Regions from separate parts of the Sus scrofa genome. Here regions 1, 2 and 4 are each linked to region 3. Evidence: chromatin contacts called from public HiChIP or PLAC-seq data. All regions are on one chromosome and are shown on one strand. The core of a region is the stretch at or near the end of the contact, and the rest is flanking DNA. Distances in the headings are between cores, read along the strand shown.

The links. HiChIP or PLAC-seq counts read pairs in DNA pulled down with a chosen protein or histone mark.
Region 1: a contact with region 3 is called in an H3K27ac HiChIP or PLAC-seq map of alveolar macrophages. The contact joins two enhancer-like sites. A contact is called at or near these places in 2 of 2 datasets of contacts at active chromatin or transcription factors (alveolar macrophages and skeletal muscle).
Region 2: a contact with region 3 is called in an H3K27ac HiChIP or PLAC-seq map of alveolar macrophages. The contact joins two enhancer-like sites. A contact is called at or near these places in 2 of 2 datasets of contacts at active chromatin or transcription factors (alveolar macrophages and skeletal muscle).
Region 4: a contact with region 3 is called in an H3K27ac HiChIP or PLAC-seq map of alveolar macrophages. The contact joins two enhancer-like sites.

The regions. Positions count from the first base shown.
Region 1 is chr1:225,891,688-225,895,141 of Sscrofa11.1, forward strand. The region is part of intron 2 of TMC1 (transmembrane channel-like protein 1); the gene reads left to right. Among named protein-coding and RNA genes, the nearest start is that of TMC1, 180 kb to the left of the region's middle. Within about 2 kb of position 1,319, at least 5 of the 83 cell types and tissues checked have an H3K27ac peak or open chromatin away from gene starts, as enhancers often do. A contact at or near this core is called in alveolar macrophages, where this site is marked.
Region 2 is chr1:225,813,543-225,816,731 of Sscrofa11.1, forward strand. The region is part of intron 2 of TMC1 (transmembrane channel-like protein 1); the gene reads left to right. Among named protein-coding and RNA genes, the nearest start is that of TMC1, 100 kb to the left of the region's middle. Within about 2 kb of position 1,374, at least 46 of the 83 cell types and tissues checked have an H3K27ac peak or open chromatin away from gene starts, as enhancers often do. A contact at or near this core is called in alveolar macrophages, where this site is marked.
Region 3 is chr1:225,684,205-225,687,476 of Sscrofa11.1, forward strand. No RefSeq gene overlaps it. Among named protein-coding and RNA genes, the nearest start is that of ZFAND5, 23 kb to the right of the region's middle. Within about 2 kb of position 1,352, at least 6 of the 83 cell types and tissues checked have an H3K27ac peak or open chromatin away from gene starts, as enhancers often do. A contact at or near this core is called in alveolar macrophages, where this site is marked.
Region 4 is chr1:225,868,495-225,871,859 of Sscrofa11.1, forward strand. The region is part of intron 2 of TMC1 (transmembrane channel-like protein 1); the gene reads left to right. Among named protein-coding and RNA genes, the nearest start is that of TMC1, 160 kb to the left of the region's middle. Within about 2 kb of position 1,572, at least 1 of the 83 cell types and tissues checked has an H3K27ac peak or open chromatin away from gene starts, as enhancers often do. A contact at or near this core is called in alveolar macrophages, where this site is marked.

The DNA.
Region 1 (3,454 bases), core at 69-2,568, 210 kb after region 3:
CTCAATCTATACTGGACTTCCAGTCCCTGGAAGATTTGTTAAAATGCAGATTTTTCTGGGCCTTTTAATTCCATAGGTCTGGGTTGGGACCTGAGAACATGCATTTCTGACCAGTTCTCTGGAGATGCTAATCATGCTAGTTTGGTGATCACTGATCTAGAGAAAAGCTGTCAGATTTGGTAGATAAAATGAACAGAATTTGATGGTAGATGGTCTGTGCAGCTAAGGATGAGGGGGACTGTAAGGACTCTTCAGTTTTCTGAATTTTGCAACTGAATGTGTGGGTTGTGCCATTTATTGATATCCAGGGAACAGCCACCCAGAAGGGACATGAATGCATGTATTTAAGGGTGTCTTTGAAACAACTAAGTGAATATATCAAGTAGGGACTTGGGAGAACTTGAGGGAAGGTGATTAGAGCTATAAATTTTAAAATTATTGTATAGATAATCACTGAAAGGACTTATCAGTGGGACCACTCAGCTTTGCAACATTTTTTTTTAACTCTTATCCTTAATTTCAAAGCTCTGACTTCTCTTTTTGTTAGCCTTTCCAAAGTGTCATAACCCTTCCAGCCTCAGTGCCTCCTTAAGTTCCATTCCTTCTGTTTGGAAGAATGCTTCCTCCCAGGCCTTCACATTTAGCTTCTTTTGCCCCTTTAGATCCCACCCCTCAGGCTTGGTCATTAGCAACCAGGAACCTTTGTTCTCTGATTTATAGCACAAATCAGAGTTGGTGGTTATGTGTTTATTTGTGTGATTATTTTCTAAAAGGTCATCTCTCCTGCTAGATTCCAAGAAAACACCACTGCATCCTGAGGGTTTCTCTCAATCTTATCACACTTCAGGAAATCCTCTGAGACAGTTGTTAAATGTCCAGCAGGTCTTTTACAGAGATGGTAGTTGTTAAAACAGATAATTTCTCAGGAACAGGGAGAAGCAGTTCTTTGTGAAGCAGTTGCTAGTGTTTTTTCAGTAATGAGATTAAGTTTTGTAGGACTCCTCCGGCTGGGTGAATCAGCAACAGCGGCATCTGGTGGAAGTTAAGTGATGCAACAACTATGACCTGTCTGGGCTTAAGGTTGTTTTAAACAAATGCTGCTTTGGGAGAAAAGACTCTCTCTCTCTTTTTTTTTTTTCCAACCCTTAAAAATATGAGTAATATTTGTTAAAGGGAAGATGAACTATCTTTTTGAGAGAGCTAGCTGGAATAATTGGATATTGAAAAGTGTTTGGTTTTCAAAGAGGAGAGGCACTGTAATTTAGAAGGGTTTATTCAAAGAACACTTATGGTAGGAAATAAGGAAGTTAGAGATCTCCACCCAGAACCAGCATCACAGAAAAACAGGAACAGGCGTATAGTTGGGTTTCTCAGATCTATTTGCATTTTGGAACTGACAGGTCAGCGAGGATATTGTTCATCTCTAGCCTGTTGTCTTGTAGCTTCCTTGGTGGCAGATGCAGGCCTCCATTACTTTCTCTGCTCTGTTACACTGCTATGGGCCTTCTTCCTGCAGAAGCATGGTGTTACTAAAATGATGATATCAGAGACTGCCCAATATGGTGGGGTGAAGGTATGAAATAATTTTTCTTTATTTCCAATTTTTTCTCAGAATGGGGAAGGCTTTTTAATTCTGCTATAGAAAATGAAAACTGAGGAGTTCCCGTCGTGGCACAGTGGTTAACGAATCCGACTAGGAACCTTGAGGTTGCAGGTTCGATCCCTGGCCTTGCTCAGTAGGTTAAGGATGTGGCATTACCGTGAGCTGTGGTGTAGGTTGCAGACATGGCTCAGATCCCACATTGCTGTGGCTCTGGCATAGGCTGGTGGCTGTAGCTCCGATTAGACCCCTAGCCTGGGAACCTCCATATGCCGCAGGAAGCGGCCCTAGAAAAGGCAAAAAAAAAAAGAAAATGAAAACTGTGACTGTAGCCCACAATTTATGAAATTGATTTCGCAATGTGTAGCTCTCCTCTACTTCTAATTCAACTACTCTTGCCACTATCAGCAGACCTACTGATGGACTTGAAGCCAAGTGGGTTGACTTCCCTGGATATGATATTCCTATGGGACAGAGCTTTTTGTATCCAGCTGCTTCACAGACAGTTGCCCAACATGCATCTTGTTTGCTCAGAGATCTTGTGCCCTCTCTTATTCCATTCACCTATCACCACTGTTGGGGAGTCATGTAATACAGAAGCTAATCACTGTACCAGTTAAGAATTTTTGATTCAAATCGCTTAAATTGTAAGGGAATTTATTTCTTATTTAACTGGTAAGTCTAGCAATGGAATGGCCTTCCAGTAGGAGATGATTCAGTGGTTCAATGATATCAAAAACTCTATTTATTTTTCCACTTTGCTATCTACAATGTTGGCTTCATCCTAAGATTGTCTTCCCTTGTTGTCATAGGTTTTGCATCAGTCAGGATCAGCTAGATTATGCTCTAGTAATGTTATGGACTGAATGCTTGTATACCCCCAAATCTTTCTGTTGAAGCCCCAGCGCCCAAATGAGATAGTATTAGGAGGTAGGGCCTTTGGAAGCAAACTAGAGAGTAGAGTCCCACGATGGAATTAGTGTCCTTATAAGAAGAGGAAGAAACACCAGCGTTTCCTCTCTCTGTCCTGAGAAGACATAGTGAGAAGGCAGCCATCTACAAGCCTGGAAGAGTGTTCTCACCAGACACCAAATCTGATCAACAAATACATTTTGTTGTTTAAATCACCCAGTCTATGGTATTTTGCTCTGGAAGCCTGAGCTGACTAATAATAGAACTCGGTACGGTGAAGTGGGGTGCTGTGGAAATGGCTTTGGTACTGGGTACTGGGTAGAAAATGGAAGAGTTTTGAAATGCATGCCAAAAAAGCCAAGATTACCATGAAGGGATTGTTCAAGGTAATTCTGGTGAGAACCCAGATAGGAAAGAGGAGTGCCCTGAAGAACGCTTCCTTTTTCATAAGGCATAATAAATGAATGTGAATAGAATGATAGAAATAGAGATGGTAAAAGCCATTCTGATGATGTCTCAGACGGAAATGAGGAACTTGTTATTGGACAATGGAGAATGGCAGTCCTTGTTGAAAAGTTGCAAAGAACTTGACTGAATTTTGTTCGCAGTCCAGTGTTTTGCAGAAGGTAGAAGCTGTTGAGTGATAAACTGGGTATTTAACTGAGGAGCTTTCTAAATAAAATAATGAAGGACTGGCTTGGTTTCCCTGACTGTTTATAGTAAAACACAAGAAGGGTGGAATGAGTCATAGAAGGAATTATTAAGTAAAAAAGAACCAGAATTTTAAAGATTTTGAAAACTCTCAGTGTATCTCTGTTGCAGAGAGCACCAAGGATGTGGTGGAATAGTCATTTGATAGGTTAGTATGATGTGAACCACGGATCTAATCAGCCACCGCAGAGGAAACTCTGCCAGTTTGAACTGAAGGGGATGGCTGTGGGA
Region 2 (3,189 bases), core at 124-2,623, 130 kb after region 3:
AACTAGCCCTGGAAATCATGCAGCAGCATTTTTGTTGCATTGGCACATTAGAGGGAAGTCACTAAAGTGAACCATATTCAAAGGAGACAAATTAAGCTCTTTTTTTTTTTTTTTGTGGAAGAAGTGTCACAGGATTTGCAGGTCTATTTTAATTTTTTAATTATTTGTTTATTTATTTATTTAATCTTTTTGGGGCCACACCCGTGGCAATGGAGGTTCCCAGGCTAGGGGTCAAATCAGAGCTGTAGCCGCTGGCCTACATCACAGTCACAGCAACTGGGGAACCAAACCACATCTGTGACCTACACCACAGCTCATGGCAAGATCCTTGACCCACTGAGTGAGGCCAGGGATTGAACCTGCATCCTCATGGATGCTAGTCAGATTTGTTTCCGCTGAGCCATGACGGGAACTCCCTGCAGGTCTATTTTAAAACTATCACAGGTGCTGTGGAAAAAAACAATATAATAATAATAATAATAATAACAATAATATACAACGTTATTGGGCACTTATGTGCCAGATTCTTTTCTGAACATTCTATGTAAATTATCACAGTCCTCTCACAACCCTATAAGATAGACAATATTATAATCTCTATGTTTAAGATAAGGAATCTAAGCTTGCCTAACTTGCCTAAACTGAAACTTGCCAGAAGATTAAAACCCAGCAGCCTTGCTCCAGAAATATTTTCTTATTCACTACTACATGCTACATAACCAAGAGCTGTGAAGTCTAGGCCAAAGCACTAATTATACTCCAAGTGTTTTCTATGCTCAAGACCATTCTGAGGAAAAATGACTTCTCATCTTGTCTTTCTAGTCTATCCTGATTGACCAGGGAAGGACCTCTTTCTGTAGCCATCATCTGTATTAACCCTAAGGTCTGGAGGCAGAGCGCTATAGAACTGCTGGAGGGTTACATCAGATCCTTCCACCCAGAAATTGAATGTAAGTCTATCTACGGGTAGTCAGTTGTTTGTCAGTGGGCAGAAAACAGGAGACACACAGAAAGTAAGTCAGGAAGCCAACATAGGAAGCAGAAACTCTGGGAAACAGGAATTAAAAGCAGACAGGAGAATAAAGAGATGTGTATTTATATAAACAAAAGCAGTAAAAGCAAAGCCAGAGAAGAGAGTAGTTAGTGCCCATAGTACTAAAGGACTAGAGCAGACAGACAGACAGATGCTGATGTCTAAGACACGTTTGCCAGAGTGAAAGTGGCAGGCTGAGTATATATTTACTAGAACTGCTCTTACGTATCTGCAGTGTTTAGCTCTCAGTGAAATTTGTCTGTGCTGCCACTGGAGTTCCCCTGCCCCCCATGCATCCTCATTATCTGAAGTAATGTCAGCCTCTCTCTTTCTGTTCTTTACACTCAAATGCCCTCATTCACTGACTGTGCCACTAATGAGTCATGTGGTCTGGGATAGGTCACTTCCCTGTTTGCTTTGGTTTTCTCATTGATAAGATATGCATTGGATGATTTCCAGCTCCGAAATTTATTATTCTGAACTTTGGCATGAAGAGGGTCACAGTTGGATTGCAAAGTCATGGCAATTCCCCCACCCTTGTTATTCCCGACTTCCTTTTCAACAACAGTGACTTAATCTCAAGAATTCTGTCTCATAAGAAATCCAACTGCAGTGCCAGGGTGCAAATTAGCTGTGCAGCCTCCTGGCAGCCCCCATGCGGGCTCCCCCAGCTCTGTGTGGTATTTTCTGTTGAGCCAGCAGGCATGTGTTTGCTGACCCTGTCTTCTCTCATTTCACAAGAGGCCTCGTTTGCTGGAGAGAGATGAAAATAAACTATGGGAAGTTGCAAACACGTTGATGGGAACTGAGGCAAAACGTAGAAAGGCCTCTGGTTTTGTGTGGTCAGAGGTGACGGTAACTTCTGGCCAGGAAGGAAATTGGGAAGGAATGGTTGTACAGATTATACTTAAAATTCTGTTTCATCTCAAGCAGAATTTGTAGTAGAACAGACCAACATTTGCATTTCAGAGAAATGAAAAAGACAGAATTTTGGACCTGGAAGGGCCCACAAGTACTCTTGTGTTAACCTCTACCTCTTACACACTTCCATCCACCCTTTCCCTACATGAGTTTGAATTTGGAGGAAATCATAGGCAGAGCTCCAGATGGAACATTTGGAGACCTGGAAATAGTTTTGGCTCTGAGGTCAGCTTACTGTGTGACTGTGAACAAGAATTTCTTGGGGTTCTCAGTTTTTCCATTTGTATATTAAAGATGGTACTTTCTGTCTTTTGCTTATGTCACTAGAATTTTGTGCCAATTAATGAGATATTAGTCTCTATTTTCCTCGTTTCCCCCACTTTGTACTAAACTAAATGTTTAGGGAGAGGTACAGGTTAACTCTTTCAAACCTCCAGGGAATTGTTTTATGAATCACTAGTGTATTGAACTAAATATTATCCTCGTATGGTCCATTTAGAGAGAAGAGCACCAGAAATGCATTGAATAGTCTGAATGTTACCCTAGAGAGCTGAAAGAGTTAATGTGCTTGCTTCTGGTAGGGCTGATTTGATGCCAAGATATGACATAAGACATAGGAGAAAGAGAAGGCTAAAATATCTTTACTTGAGGGAAAATTTAGCAATCCATTAGTAACAACTGGATCATACTTCCCTTTTACTGCCTCTTTCCCTGCCCAGTCACACACACACACACACACTCACACTCACACTCCCATATCTTGGTATCATACTACTGACTGGAATGGGGACGTCAAACTGAGCTGAGTGGAAAAATGCTTTGAATTCTTATGAAAGAAATAAATACACCTCTCTCTGAATTGTCTGTTTGTATTCCACATTGGATGGTGGCATTTTTTTCCTCTCTTTTCTCCCCCTATTCACAGAAACTCACCTAAGGGTTATGGCTGATTTATTTCAAACCTGGATCCAGTGAAGAAATAGGCTTCTGTGAGTATACTAAGAAACTTAGAATAACAGGTAGTAAAACTCCACTGTTTGCCCATTAGCAGGAGAATAATGTCAAAATTCCTGAAATTGAAATTCAAGGAACTTTTTGGTCTGTTTCCAACCTAAGAATACTGCCAGTAGAAAGGAAACTTCTTTGAGTGAAAACATTGTCCACATTGTTGGTTATAGCAGGGCATCGTGTTGTCTGTCATTGTCAACCTAAGGATGTTGAAAACCAAGAGTGGT
Region 3 (3,272 bases), core at 102-2,601:
TTTCTTGAGATCAGAAGAAGCAATTATTTCACTTTAGGAAAGGCTTGGAATGTGAGAGAAGCTGGTTTCAACATCGGTCTCCTCTCCTTTCAACTTTTCCCACCCCTCATTCCTACAAAGGGATATGCACCAAAAAAAGTCCCCTGCCATTTCAGTCAACAAAGGATGACTGAACACAAGCCATCAACCCTTGCAGCCATGCCTGATGGCATGCACTGAGGGGAATTTAGGATGGAGAGAAATCTGGTCCTAAATAATTAAGATGCGAATCAAAGGAATGATTTCAATAAGATCGTGGTGAAGCTGAAATGAATCCAACTAGGAACCATGAGGTTTTGGATTTGATCCCTGGCCTTGCTCAGTGAGTTAAGGATCCAGCATTGTCGTGAACTGTGGTATAGGTCACAGACACGGCTCAGATCCCGTGTTGCTATGGCTATGGTGTAGGCCAGCAGCTGTAGCTCTGATTCGACCCCTAGCCTGTGAACTTTAGTATGCCGTGGGTGTGGCCCTTAAAAGCAAACAAAACAAAACTCAGACTCTTGCTTATTCCCATACATGGAAAAGCACTAAAATCATTAGCCTGAGATATCCGTTTTTTGTGATTAGCCTTAACCTTTTGATGTTTCACTACATGGTTTTTTTTTCAGCAAAAATTCGTAAGTGCCCTAGCTCCTCCCTTACCTCTTTGGACCATTTCCTCAGAGCTTTCTGAGAGGCTGTCTCCAAGGCTATAGTTCTCAATAAGTTTCCCGCATAAAATGTAATTCTCAACTTTTAAATTGTGCATTTTTCTTCTCTGTTGACAGAGATTATTCTTGCTCTTCAACATCTCTGGGGTCAGACTTTCAATGTAGGAGGGAAGTTTGGGAGAGCTTGTTAACATATGCAGAAATGATTTGCCTCATTCAGAATTCTAATGGAATCTAGTCTTTCCTATGTATATCATATACATATTCACCAATAATTACTGTTATGCAAAGCCACATAAAGAAGAATGGGCATCACTAGGATTCAATGTCACATAAAGACCCATTCTCCTTTATGTAGTCTTGTGCCCTTTACAACTTTTCCCCAAAGCCCAAATGTGAGGACTTTTGCCTCAGCATGTTGTGACTTGTTCTAGCCATTAACCCAGGTTAAGTTTTTCTTTTCTCAATCTGAACTAACCATCTGCCTCCTTTCATATTTGGAAGCATCTTAACTCTCATTCTTGTTAGATAATCATAAAATACCCAGGATATTGCCCAGTTGATAATTTGTCTTTGGGCTTCTTTGCATCCTACTGATTAAGGTCAGAAGCTACTGGTCTTAAAGTTCCTGCTATTGCGCAGCTAGTTCAGATCTGATGTTGTCTCTGTGGCCGTGCTGGTTCAATCTCTGACTGGGTGTGGTGGGTCAAAGGATCTGGTACGGCTATAGCTGCAAGTGGGTCAAAGGATTTGGTCTTAGGTCACAGCTCGAGCTCGGATTCAATGCCTGGCCCGGCAACTTATATGATGCGGGTGCAGCCATTAAAAAAAAAAAAAAAAAAAAAAAAAAAAAAGCAAGCTACTGGTCTCATTTTCTCTCTGACTGCTTTGTTCTAACACCTACTACAGGTGTTCACTTATTAAATTGTTATAAATTCCTTTGGCTGAATTTGTTCAAAGAAAAAAACTAATACTTCATTTGCATATTAACCTGTGATTTCTTAGGCAGTATAAGATTTAAAAGACATTTTTAAAGTCATGCACATCATCTTTGTTTATAAACCTTAAAAAATTAATTTCAGTATTGTATTTTATTTAGCCTCAGGTCCTCTGTAAAAATATCAACAAATAACCCTGTGGAAGACAATGGGAAGACAGATTTTCTTAGGTTTGTTTATTGGATTATCTTTAATAGCCCTGTTTTCTTATTTATTTGCTAGGGCTCAAACACAGTAAAATCATCATTAATTAAAATGCACAGGGCACTCACAGGGTAAATAAAACAGAGTGGAGAGGGCAGCCTCAACTTCATATATTGTGAGGCAGTTTAGGTTAAAAGGAAAGACATGTTCTCTATCTTGGAAATGAAAGAGGAAATGCTTTTGCTACCCAGTTAAAAGCAAGGAAATATGAAGCCACTGATATTTCAAAAGAAAGGTCTTTTTCAAGCCCCTCTGAGGGTTAATTTTATGACAAAATGAAAGATTATCCTCTGCCATCTGTCACTGAAATCCAGTTTCTATTCTGTATCTAAGCCTCAGAGCAGAGAAAAAGTAAAAGAAATTGAGACACAAATGTTCTAGGAGGTATTTCACAACAAGTTTATTTCTCATTTGTCTTCATCATAAAGATTTCAAGATTGAAACATTTAATAGACCTCTCACTGACAGCTGATGGGAAGATTAGTGATCAAAGGTTGGAGATATTTGGAAAAGGAATGTGTTCTTCTGTGGGGATTGATGGGAAAATGAGGAGGAGAGAGAACCTAAAGTCCCCAAATGGAGACTGATTAAACTAAAAGCCCAAGAAGCTGCTGTGGGGGAAGGCAGCATCCTTTATCGATCCAGGGAAAGGCAGGTGGCCCTTCAGAAAAATGTGTAGTAGCCAAGTGGCCCTCTTGAGAAAGTCCATAGTAAGAGGTTTCTCATAGGTGCGGGGCTTGGCTCTGAGGAGAGAACATTTGTCAGTGAAACAATCCGTGTGAGGAAATCGTGGCCTTTATGAAGAAACAGGGTATTCAAAACGTAATTCCTCTGGTTCTGTCAGAGTCATTTACCGGAAGTTCATTTCATGGGTATAATTTTCTGGCCGCAATGGATCCAGGCCCTTCCACAGAATTTCAATAGAGAAATCAGGACTGTGGAGGATGTAGTCTTTTCACTTCGTAAACTACTGATGAGATCAATGAAACTATCGATTCCACTCACATGCGGTTACCACTCGCTCCCCTTCTCACCCACCTCCCTTGAAGTTTAAGGCTTCATTCCAGAAACAAAAGTGTAGATGTTGTCAGATTATATACTTGAATTTGAACAGAACCACAGTTAAGCTCGAAGCAAAGTGGAAGACTCTTCTTGTTGGTAGATAATGCAGGAAAGTCTAAACGGAGATGTCTGTGACCAGGAAGATACCTCATGGTGAAGCTCAAGATGAGCAAATGTTCCAAGTGAGGAGAGCTTCACTGAAGAGAGTAGCCGAAACTTCCTCCAAGTTCTAACTCCATTCTCCTATTAAGAGGAAATGAGACTCTGAATGAGAATCCTTCTTCTCTTCTGGAATCCCCAAATGTTAAAGCTGGAA
Region 4 (3,365 bases), core at 322-2,821, 180 kb after region 3:
TAAAAAATAAATCCAATATATATTTGAACACCAGCTACTTTCATGTATATTTTTGCATTCAATATGAATTGATGATAAAAAAAAAGAGTCATGTTACCCATTATTTACTAATGAGAAAACTAAGGCTCAGAGAATTTAAGAGATTTACTCAGTATCAGGCAGTTAGTGAGCACTTCTGAGGCAAGATCTTCCTTTATCCAATGTCCTTTCCATAATATTCTACTGCTGCTAAACAATTTTTGTTATTTGGCTAGAGGAACATGACAGATAGATATATCTTAAACACTAAAACTACCTACTATTCCTTACCTCATGCAGAAACATAGGAGGATGAGCAACTTTGACTAAGAATTTAATGAAGTCTCAAGGACAAGTAATCCCAAAACTTTGGCTGCTTGGTATCCGGAAAGTGGCCATGAAGAGGTAACTTGGCAACAGGACCTTTCTTATTCCTGACAAAACTTAAGAAGCACAATTTGAAAGCTGAGGAGAAAATGGAACCCTGAGTCTATTGTATTAAGAGTGGTGCCTTGTAAAGTATGAAATAGTTTAGCTTTTTCCTTATCATTTTATGGACTCTATATATTTGAGAATTAGTATTTGTCCTTTGGAGACGTGCGTACTAATTCATACTGGATGTGAGATCTGAAAAGAGACTAGTTGCTTGAAAAATCCCTTCTGTGCTCCCTCATCTACTCTCAACTCTTCTGAAGTCCCTGGGGAGCTAAGGGCCATCACTGTATTTTTTCCAGAAGTCCTCAGGAACAATTCTATAAGGAATGGTTTAGGCTTTGCAGTGGATATAGGACTGGAGTGAGTGGGCTGGGGAGAAGAGAGACCAATCTTATGGGTTAGGGGAGGAGATGGAGAGTGGACCACAGATGTTAAAAGAACAGGTCCTTTATGGAAAGTGACTCTTGACAATGCTAGAATGGAAAGGAAGGAGAAGCAGTTTAGAAATAGGAAAAACCCTCAAGGAAGTCCCACTGTGAACAGCTAACAATTCTGGAGTCCTTAGACTCAAATAGTTTAAGGACTTAGACTTAAAAACAAAAAGCTTATTAAGTTTTAGTTTCTTCTCCCTACCTTGTTGATTCTGCCACAGACATATCTTTCAAATTGATTCCATCTTATTCTCTCTAATATGCTGCTACTATTTTAGTCTAGGACTGCTTTCCTCTTTCCTAAAGTTACTGCCACAGAATTCTACCTGAACTCCCAGCACCAAGTACTCAGTCATTTTTATCTCTTAAAGCATTCCACATAATACAGCTAGAGAAATCTAAAATGCAAATCAGATCTGGTTGCATCCCAGTCTCAAACCCTTTCATTGCTCTCCACTTTGCCCTTGTGATCTCTAGTGTAGTGCATGAGTCCCTTTCTGATTTTTCTGCTTATTTCTCTTGCCTCAGGCCTCACCACCCTTCACCTCACAAATGATGTCCCAGCCGCAATGAGTTCCTTGTAGGACTTTGTTACCCTTCTTCTCTGTCCTCAAGGCTGTTCTCTCTGATATGAGATTCCTCTTTCACCTTCCCATAGCGACTTCCTCTAAACTTTCCCCTGAATAATATGTAAGTAATTCTTTAGATTTCAAAGAAGACGTCACTTCCTCTGAGAACATTTCCCCAACCCTTCATTATAAACATGTTCCTCTTTAAGTTCCCATAGCCCCTGGTGATCACTTCATAGTAGGATTTATCATACTTTGTTGTGGTAGCCTGTTTATGTGTCTGTATTCTCCAGTATAAACTTCTGGAGTATAAAGTCTTTTTTGTTCATGATTATAACTTCTCAAGTATAAAGTCTTTTTTGTTCATGATTATAACTCCTTTCCCCAGGATGGTTTTAGATGTTTAACACTTCAGATATTTAACTTTTTTTTTGCAAGTTTGTCCTTCTTTCCTTTCTATGGAGGAAATAAATGGTTTTTTAGTATTATCCACAAAATAGCTCTCCAGCTAAAGATAGTTAAGATGTCTAGCTGTCTTATTTTGCCTAAAACAATTCTGCCTCTTGAATCTTTCTTCATTAATCAAGACTTTATCCTGGAGCACCCAAATTTGATCGTTATCTTCTGGAACATCCCAGTCCTAGATTCTGTTTTATTCCATAGATTAAATTTACCCTTGGGTCAAGTTTCCTTATCTGTGACCTGTGAAAATAGGATTTGGGATTGAAAACCTGTAAGAGGTTGGAAGTAGGAGAGGGGAAGAAGAAGGTATGGGTTTGTATGATTATTAATGCTTTGGGAAATTTTTTGTGGATCTTGAGACATGCTTAGGATCTCCCAGATAAAAATGTTTAGATCTTGTGCTTTGTAAACTTTCCTCAAGTTTACTGCTCCTCTTCCAAACCTCGAGCTGATTTTCTCGCTTCAACATGTTGCCCTCTGACCCACGCTCAGTCACAAAGCTTTATCTGTGGAGAAAATATATTCCTTGACACAATAGAGGCAGGAATTCCTACCCTAACCATGTTTCTTTTACTTCTGTCTCTGTCTAAATTCTCCCCTTTCCAATTAAAATGGAAACTATACTAGAACCATATTCTAGTGTGGTTATGATCAGAACAAAAATAAAACAAAAGGATTGCTTCAGGCATAGAAGCTTATGCTGTAAGATTCAGTTATTATAAATAAATATTTTTAACCCACATTCTTAAATATTTTGGGTCTTTAGAACTTTGTTCATTTTTCATAATTATGCAATATCTCTTAGCTCAGTGGATTCTAAAAGGGTTGGTTAGCATTCTGATCCAAGATGGTGAACTGAACATTTGTATTTACTAATTGTGCTTCACCACACCTCCCTGAAATAAAAGTATAGAAGTACAAAATTAATTAAACCTATACAGCAAAGGAGAGGAAAGAGATCTTATCAACAGATAAGAGATTGTCCCTCAATATTTTTAGAAAATAAAAGGTAGGTTGAATAGTAGGATATAGAATTATCAGGCGTGTTTGGGAAAGCCAACTGCATGAACAAGACAATCCCTCCAGGAGTTCCCTGTCTGTATCCATGAGAATGTGGGTTCTATCCCTAGCCTTACTCAGTGGGTTAAGGGTCTGGCATTGCTGTGAGCTGTGGTGTAGGTTGCAGACATGGCTTGGATCTGGCGTTGCTATGGCTGTAGCGTAGACTGGCAGCTACAGCTCCAATTGGACCCCTAGCCTAGGAACTTCCACATGCCGAGTGTGGGGCCCTAAAAAGCAAAAAAAAAAAAAAAAAAAATCCCCTCCAAAACTAAATTGACCTTTGTTGAGAATGGAAGTAATTTGAGAATTACAGTTGTGAACCAGGAAGATCTTCATAAAGAAAGGACTGGGATGAGTCTTTTGAAAAAGTAGATATACTGTTCTCCAG